2 separate regions of the Mus musculus genome follow, and region 2 is linked to region 1. A link is a contact called in public HiChIP or PLAC-seq data. All regions are on one chromosome and are shown on one strand. The core of a region is the stretch at or near the end of the contact, and the rest is flanking DNA. Distances in the headings are between cores, read along the strand shown. Region 1 holds the start of Supt3 (SPT3, SAGA and STAGA complex component). Region 2 overlaps Supt3 (SPT3, SAGA and STAGA complex component).

Region 1 (4,184 bases), core at 1,048-3,547:
GTGTTTTCCCACCCACTTTGGAAATCATTTCTTTTTCTGAGAGCTAATGGTCTCCAAAGCTTTAACTTCACAAGAGCTTCGTTTTCAGCTTTGTTATTGAATAAAGGCAGGGCATGGCTGCTGCAAGGTATGGGTAAGGGGAAGGTTTTTATTGTAGGTATGAGGGAGAGTAGAGCCAGAGGCATCTGGAAGGGCCCAGAGCAGGGAGAGAAAGCAGTGGACTGAACCTGGCCAGCAGACTGGATCTAGCCATGAAAGGAGAGCTGGGGAGAGCAAGAGAGGAAGACTAAGAGAGTCTGTGCAATGAGACCTAGAGAGAGGCAAGAGAGAGGGGGCAAAGAGTGTGCGTAGCTGAAATAGTAGGGTTACTAAGACTCTGGGTGAGGGAAGCCCATGAGCTGGAAAGGTTTAGGGTAAAAGGCAAGATGAGCAGAGCTGAGAAGAGTCCCAGGTTCTTGTGGTCCTGAGGAAGCCTGGAGGCCAGCACATGCTTTAAGCTAATAGGAACCAGATAGCCATTTGTCCCAAGTTTTTTTTGGACCTGACCATTATAATTTGTTTTTGAGTCAAATCTGGTCTTTATCTGGAGGTGAAATGCCTGTGCGATGATATTAGTTGAGCAGAATTTTAATTAAAATGATCTGCATGGAATTTTTTTCTTTGGATAATCTGTCTTCTGTTTTTACAGCAGTTTGTTTGTTTGTTTGTTTATTTATTTTTATTATAAGACAGCTCAGTCTTAAAAATCAAGGCTGACCTTGACTTCTCCAATGCTGGGATTACACGCCCAGCCCAATCTCCTATTTCTTGGCAATGTACTAAAAAAGTCTTTTCACCTTTTGTATATAATCTAGTCTTAATTTTTAAGGAAATAATGACAATTTTTGGCTACTTTCCCATATAGCTCGCACTCAGCTTTGGGCAGAGTGAGCCTGGATCTTACACTTCATGTTGACCCTCCACATCCTAAATCTACTCTTGGAAGTGTATTTGGCAAATATTGAAGTGTCTGGCAGTTACAGAGGACTAAGCACAAGACAATTGCAATCCAGAGAGGAGATGATCAGATGAATGGCTGTTTTAAAGACACTCAGCAAATAGGATTATTTCAGAACTCATACATTCATAGGCAAGACATTAATGAAGTAAGTAGTGCTTGAAAAGACCTGGTAAAGGTGAATGTGATGGTTTGTATATGCTCGGCGCAGGGAATGGCACTATTAGAAGGTATGGCCCTGTTGGAGTAGGTGTGTCATTGTAGGTGTGGGCTTTAAGACCCTCATCCTTGCTGCATGGAAGCCAGTTTTCTACTACCATCCTTCAGATGAAGATGTATAACTCTCAGCTCCTCCTGCACCATTCCTGCCTGGATGCTGCCATGCTCCTGTCTTGATAATGGACTGAACCTCCGAACCTGTAAGCTAGCCACAATTAAATGTTCTTTTAAGAGTTGCTTTGGTCATGGTATCTATTCACAGCAGTAAAACCCTAGCGAAAAAAGTGACTAATATAAATAATAATAGTAAAAATAATATAATAAAAATAATATTTGAAATGGTAGGATAGTGGATATTTTCTTTTCTAAACAGCCGAGTGAAAACATCACACACAATTGTCTCCAGTTCATTAAGGTACTACACCTGCAACCATCAAACACGGGAAGACAGGTCATACATACAATTCAATATAAGTGGTGCAAGGAAAAATCACCACTGCTTGTTTATAAAGCTTCCCCAATAGTGAAAGTTATTAACTAAAGCATGCTTTTTAAAGTAATGGAACTTTGTAGAAAGGAACGGGGGTGGGGTGGGGTAACTTTGCAGATGAGTTTTCACAGGCTTTCGATTTTGCGCAAGGGCCGGTAGGGGTGGGTAGGTGGGTGTTCCCAGGTCCTAGAACGGACTGAGTCCTCACACAGTGCTTCTCTGAGGAGAGAGTCTTTCCTAACTCTGCGCCCCTTTGTCATTGGAAACAATTCTGGTCACCTGACCAACCCCTGAAGAGAAGCTTGCATAGACCTTCTCCCAGTGCAGATCACCGACTCTCAATAATCCTAGCTCCTCGGGCTCACTCCTACGGTCTGCAGAGTCACCACAGGCCAAATCCAGCTCCTCTGCCAGATCGCTCACTCGACTCATCACAACTCCCGCTCTGAGGCTCCGCCGCGTGGCTGCGGGCCGCTCCGTACGCCGAGGCGGGAGCGCGAAGCCCCGCCCCCGGAGTGTGGCGGAAGTAGAAGAAGCAGGCCCGCGACCGCGCGCGCTGGCCAGCCGGGTGCGCATGCGCTCTCGCCGCACGGCTTGGCCCGTCCCTCTAGTCACCCCAGGCTCCGCTACCCCCGCCCCGCCCCTCATAGTGGCGCTCTCGCCATCTTACCCCCACCCCCTCCAGCCTAGCTCAGTCACCTTTTCCCTTTCTACAATCTCTGGTTCCCCCCACTCCCCGCCCCCCTGCCCGTCGTGTCCCGGGGCCGCCGCCGCCGCAGACACCGCGCCATCTCTGTCCCCTCTCATTCTCCACGCGGGACGCGCAGCCGTGCCTCCACGTGTCTTAAGCAGAGGTTGTGGGGGCGCGTGGGGGCGGCGGGGAGTGGGGCGAGGTCATGGGAACTTGAGGGACGTCGTGGCAGCCAAATGCCTGGCCCGGGGCTGCGGGCCCAGCCGGATGCAGGCCGCCGAGCGTGGGGTGCCCCGTGGCTCCTCCCCGTTGTCGGTGGGCGTGAGGCAGGGGAGCCCTCGGGGCCGGGCGGAGAGGCACCGTTTAGGCTTGTCACCCAAATGGGTGGGAAGTCCTCCAAGAAGGCAAGCTAGGAAGCTAGGAAGTGGTAGTGGAAGGAAGTGCAGTGTGCATGCAGGCTGAGGGACAGAGGACACAGAGATGTTGCTGTCAGAGCTCGCCTCTGGGACCCCTGGGGAAATAAATCATTTAGCCGGTGGTGTCGGGGGGTATAGATGGGGATCATCGCAGCCTAGCTCAAAACTCAGGTTTATGGGAGAAGATCTGTGTGCTAAAAGCTTGTATCACGCCAGCTGTGATTAATTACGTTTGAGCTCCAAGGAAATTGTCTGTCATCTTGCCTTCTATATTGGAAGTCAGGCTAGTTGATGTGACAAGTGATAAGAGTTATAGGGATAGTGGAATATATTTGACGGTCAGACAGGATCCCAGTAGCAGTGTTGTTACTGAACACCCGGATTAAAATTAGCTTTATGTCCTTGGAATTAGTAGACTCAGGAAGAAACCAGTACATATTTATCTGGGATAAAACCTGAGTTCTCAGTATTTTTGAGTTAGTTCACTGTTAAAAGATTTACTTAAAGAAAGAAACAACTGGTAGAATTTCTGCGTGTTCCAGCGAGGCGGAATATGACTACTAAGATAATGTTTTGCACAACCAGACCTTACTTTAACCATACTATTGCAAGCTTCCCACCCTTTTCCGGCTGCACTGCCCAAGGGGACTTTATGCCAAGCTGGAAATGCTATACTCTATGGGCTACCAATATGGTAACCACCGGGTGCAGGTGGCTCTGATGAGCTTGATTTTTTAATTGGTTAGCAAATTAATTACAATGTAAGTAAGTAGACACACAGGCATGGTGCTTATTGCATGGGATCCCACAGGTCTGAAAAAGTTGAGAGATTGAGAGCCAGTTGCAGTTTTTTATTTGGTTGAGTTTTAAGTCAGGCCAGCTTTTGAACTATTTATGCTTTTAAAAGGACTCGTAATTAGAATCTCTATAATGCCTTTCATTCAAATTGTAGATCTGCTAGTATTTATTTACAGCTTGGCAAACTAAAGCAAAATGCTCTGAACTCTGGTTCTAAAGCTAATGGCAGATTTAGTTGGAAAGACAACAGTGCTAACTAGAGTTTTCTTTAATTATCTATAGCTTCCATTGTCTTTTACCATTTGATTAGTTCTTAGAGAATAGTTTAAACTTTTTATTGTTGTGGTTCCCCCCCCCCCCTATTTAAGAGGTGGCAATTCCACCTTAAGTTTTTGTGTTATAAAGCAGTTTAATAAATTATAATAGTAACCTTTGAGCAATTTTTGAAATCATTTTAGTATTCACAGTCAAACTTCTGAAGAGAAAAGTGAAATTTGGTGATAAATGTGTCATGAGACCACTTTCTTTGAAATATACCCAACTATATTTTATCTGAGGTTTTGTAAATCTTGA
Region 2 (3,656 bases), core at 677-3,176, 130 kb after region 1:
CCACATGTGCACATGCACAACACAACATGCACTCATGTACACACACACACACACACACACACACACACACACACACACAGGGGTCAGGGGACGGTCACAGTGAGAGGAAAGGAGAAAATTGCAAGCTTCAGAGTGTCTGGTTTTAAGATTTACAAAATAAAATGCTACTGGGTCAGTACAGTGCAGGACTGGCAGCAGGATGGACAGGTCGATCAGTGTTAGGAACAGAGTCCAGGAAAAGACCCATATTTGTAGGCAGCGCCTTTCTGCAAATGTACCAAGGTGATTCTGTGATGGAGAAATATCTTAGTAACAGATGTTTGCAATGCCTGTGTATATATATATATGTGTGTGTCTGTGTGTGCATGCCCACAGAAGTATAAAATATAAAGCTTCAACCCCCTACTTCCCCATTAAAAAAAAAAGTTAAGTAAACCAATAAAAGCTTGGCAAAAGACATGAACTAACACTTTAGGGAGGAAGGCACACAAAATGCCAATAAGCACATGGAAATGTAGTGAACATTTTAGTATTTGAAGTATAAATTATAGTAAGACACCCTGATGCACACTCAGCAGTAGCTTCCTACTTTGTGATGATCCTTTCTGGTTCTTTCTGTGTTTTCTGTGGCCCCCTTCCCTGTCGTGTTGCTCCCTCCAATTAGCTCTTCCCTCTCACCTTTCTCCATCTTTCATTTCTAGGGGTGTTTGATGATATGGGCCTCTTGCTTGACTGTCCAGTACCGTGTTCTCCTTTGTGGCCTCACTTCTACCTACTCCTCTGCCTGCTCCTTGGTCCTTTTCTAAGTGTATAAATTCAATTAGATCATATTCGGAGAGCAGAACTAGCATTCTCATATTCCCATTATTTTCTGGCTGGCATAAGTAAATATATATCTTTAGGTTAGACTCATCCTACATCCTGAAAAATGAGATAATTCAGATAACGGTTTAGTCTCTTTCATACTCTACTTATTGACAAATGCCTAAAAGAGTGAAAGATACAAAAGAAGTGCTTACTTAATACATGTGTGTTGAGTGAATGTGCTTATTTGTCCCTTGGTATGTATAGGGGGTTGTCTGGAGGAGTCCCTTGGTTACCCTAATCTACAGATATTTAGGACCCTTAGGGAAAATGAGCATAGCATATACGTATAATCTTCACATATGCTCCAATATACTTGAGATAATCTATCGATTTTATAATATTTAATATACTATCATGCTGCATTAATATTATTTTGGGATTTATGACCAGGAAATTTAGAAAGTCTGTACACATTCAGTTTCAGTTTTGCTCTTTTTTCTTTTTCTTTGTCTTAGAATATTTTAGCTAGAATATTATGAGTCCACAGATGTGGAGTCTGTCAGTAACACGTTAGGCTTGAGGAAGACCCTGGCTATGGCTCTTAAGAAAACATGGATATATCACTTAAGAGTCCAATATATTAACGAATGGGTACTTGGAGTGGGTACCATCAGAGGATTTTGTGCTCTTGTTCCATTTAGAGATGGAGAATGACCTAATTGTGGGGTGTCTATACAAACAACACAACCAGCAGATTAATGATCCACACAATGTATACAGGAATCTGGTTCAACGTGACTCAAAAGCCAGTGTTGGTCCATACTTCAAGATTCTGACCTCAGGTAGTTTATTTCAGGTGTATTTAAGCACAGCATAGTTTGGGGGTTGGGCAGAAATGTTCCTGCTGATAATTAACTCAATCCCAGGTGCATAATAAAGCTTAAGGCATGATTACATCAAAACTCTTTGTAAAGTACGTGTGACTTTTTCTGTAAAGATGAATTATATTGACTGAGAAACCGTGTTCAAGCTAAGGGTCTGGAGGATGAGATAAGCACACAAGTGTGAGGGAGCCAGATGTGGCCTGGCCATACAATAGCACAGATGTCACCAAGGTATTGACCACATCCATTCCTGGCCTTCTAGGAAGGAAACAGGTTATACATTTCTTTCTTTGAAGAGACAACACTCTGTGTTTAATATTTCTGGTCCCTAGTGGTTACCTTTGAATACAAGTACCTCATGCCTTCAGCACTTAATGGCCCTCTCTTTAGAAAACATTATATTGTGCTCTCTCTCTGTCTCTGTCTCTCTCTCTCTCTGTCTCTCTCTGAGTGTCTCTCTCTGTGTATTTTTGTTTCTATGTGTATACCTTGTATAGACTATATAATATTTTAGTGTGTCACTTATCCCATCTGTAAAATCGAGTCTCAGTACTTACCCCATAGTATTGCAGTGGGATTAAATGATGCAATAACGTTAGGCTTCTATGAAAAGTGTCAGCACAAAGACCCTTCATCATCCTTATACTTTTTGTCATCGCTAGTATTGGTTTATGGGAGGAATGAGCCAGACATAGGGTTTGAGAATCATCTTTTTTGTCAGAATATTCTTAAGAGAAGCCTTTTCCTTTTCTCTCCATTGCATACCCTTCTAAATCAGGAGTTCATTTCTCCCCTGTGTGCATTGTGGAGCACTGGGGTTATCTACATGTGTGCATTGTGGAGCAATGGGGTTATTTGTCAGAGCCCTTAATATGAATAGGGAAAAGTCCAACAGCAAAGCTTTGCTCTAGGCCTGTTTTTTCGGTATTTTGTCTGTTATAACTGCCATGCATCTTTATTTTAAGTCACTGGCCCCTCCTTTAGAGGGCAAGCCCTCCACCCTGACATCTCTGATGCTGTCATTCATATCTTTTGGGGGAGCCTTTAATTATCAATCTCAGAACATCCTATAAATCTTCATTAGGAAATTTCTTGTGAAGGTTTGCTGAAAAGTAGTTACTGTGAGCTGTGTGTGCAGCAGCCGTTTGCCTAACCTAAATAAAAAAAAATTGACCGTTTTAATTTCTTTTAAAAATATCCACTGGCACCAGTTCTCATTACAGATGTGTGGTTGTAACATTTCATTTTTAAAATGTGTATCCATCTTTTTTCAGTTCCAAAGGAGTCCAAAGAAACCATCTCAAACCTTAAAAATAAACCACTAAACCTACAGTGTTTTTGGTTTTTAAAAATTCTCGAGGGAGGACATTTTTTATCTTGGACCAAAGCTTCATGCAGGGTGGCCCATTTAAAAGAGGCCCTGTGCACAGCCACATTATTAAATGGGAACATTTTAAATGGGCCACCCTGTAAATCAGGGCTCTTTCCAGTGGGTATTCACTCCCTTGCACACTTGAGAGTGTAGTGCAGGGTTTCAGTTTCTGTGCTTGATAAGCAGGCCTCTAGCAGAAATGTGCACATCCAGGTGACTTGAAATGGCGCAGATCTCAAACAAGACATAGGGCCTGCAAGTTTATACTGTGAGATGTTATGTTTCCAAGATCTTCTGGAAATTCCAGCTGGCATTATGCAGATCTCCTTTTCTAAAACATTTTTAATGGATGAAAGACAAATAAACTAGAAATGACTTTTGATTTAAACAGTCATCTAAAGATTCCTAACATGTTATTCCTTTGAATTATATATGCACACACACACACACACACACACACACACACACCAGGATGAGATCTTAGTTGAGCAGTAAACTATATACTTCAAGTTTTGTTGAAAACCCAACCAAATTTATAAGGCAAGAGAATAAATGGAAGTCTGTATACTATATGTTGTCCCAAGTTCTCCCAA

The links. HiChIP or PLAC-seq counts read pairs in DNA pulled down with a chosen protein or histone mark.
Region 2: an H3K4me3 HiChIP or PLAC-seq map of the 230-238 cell line shows a contact between it and region 1, with 20 read pairs. The contact joins the enhancer-like site here to the promoter of Supt3 in region 1. A contact is called at or near these places in 1 of 39 promoter capture datasets (HPC-7-derived erythroid cells), 1 of 15 datasets of contacts at CTCF or cohesin (pro-B cells), 2 of 115 datasets of contacts at active chromatin or transcription factors (the 230-238 cell line and memory CD8 T cells) and 1 of 9 other capture datasets (liver).

What each region holds. Positions count from the first base shown.
Region 1 is chr17:44,774,869-44,779,052 of GRCm38.p6, forward strand. It overlaps Supt3 (SPT3, SAGA and STAGA complex component), which reads left to right and starts at 2,298. Exons shown (of 12, transcript NM_178652.3): 1 at 2,298-2,560. It also overlaps a transcript of Runx2 not described here.
Region 2 is chr17:44,902,630-44,906,285 of GRCm38.p6, forward strand. The region is part of intron 2 of Supt3 (SPT3, SAGA and STAGA complex component); the gene reads left to right. Among named protein-coding and RNA genes, the nearest start is that of Gm52304, 17 kb to the left of the region's middle. Within about 2 kb of position 1,927, at least 3 of the 459 cell types and tissues checked have an H3K27ac peak or open chromatin away from gene starts, as enhancers often do. A contact at or near this core is called in the 230-238 cell line, where this site is marked.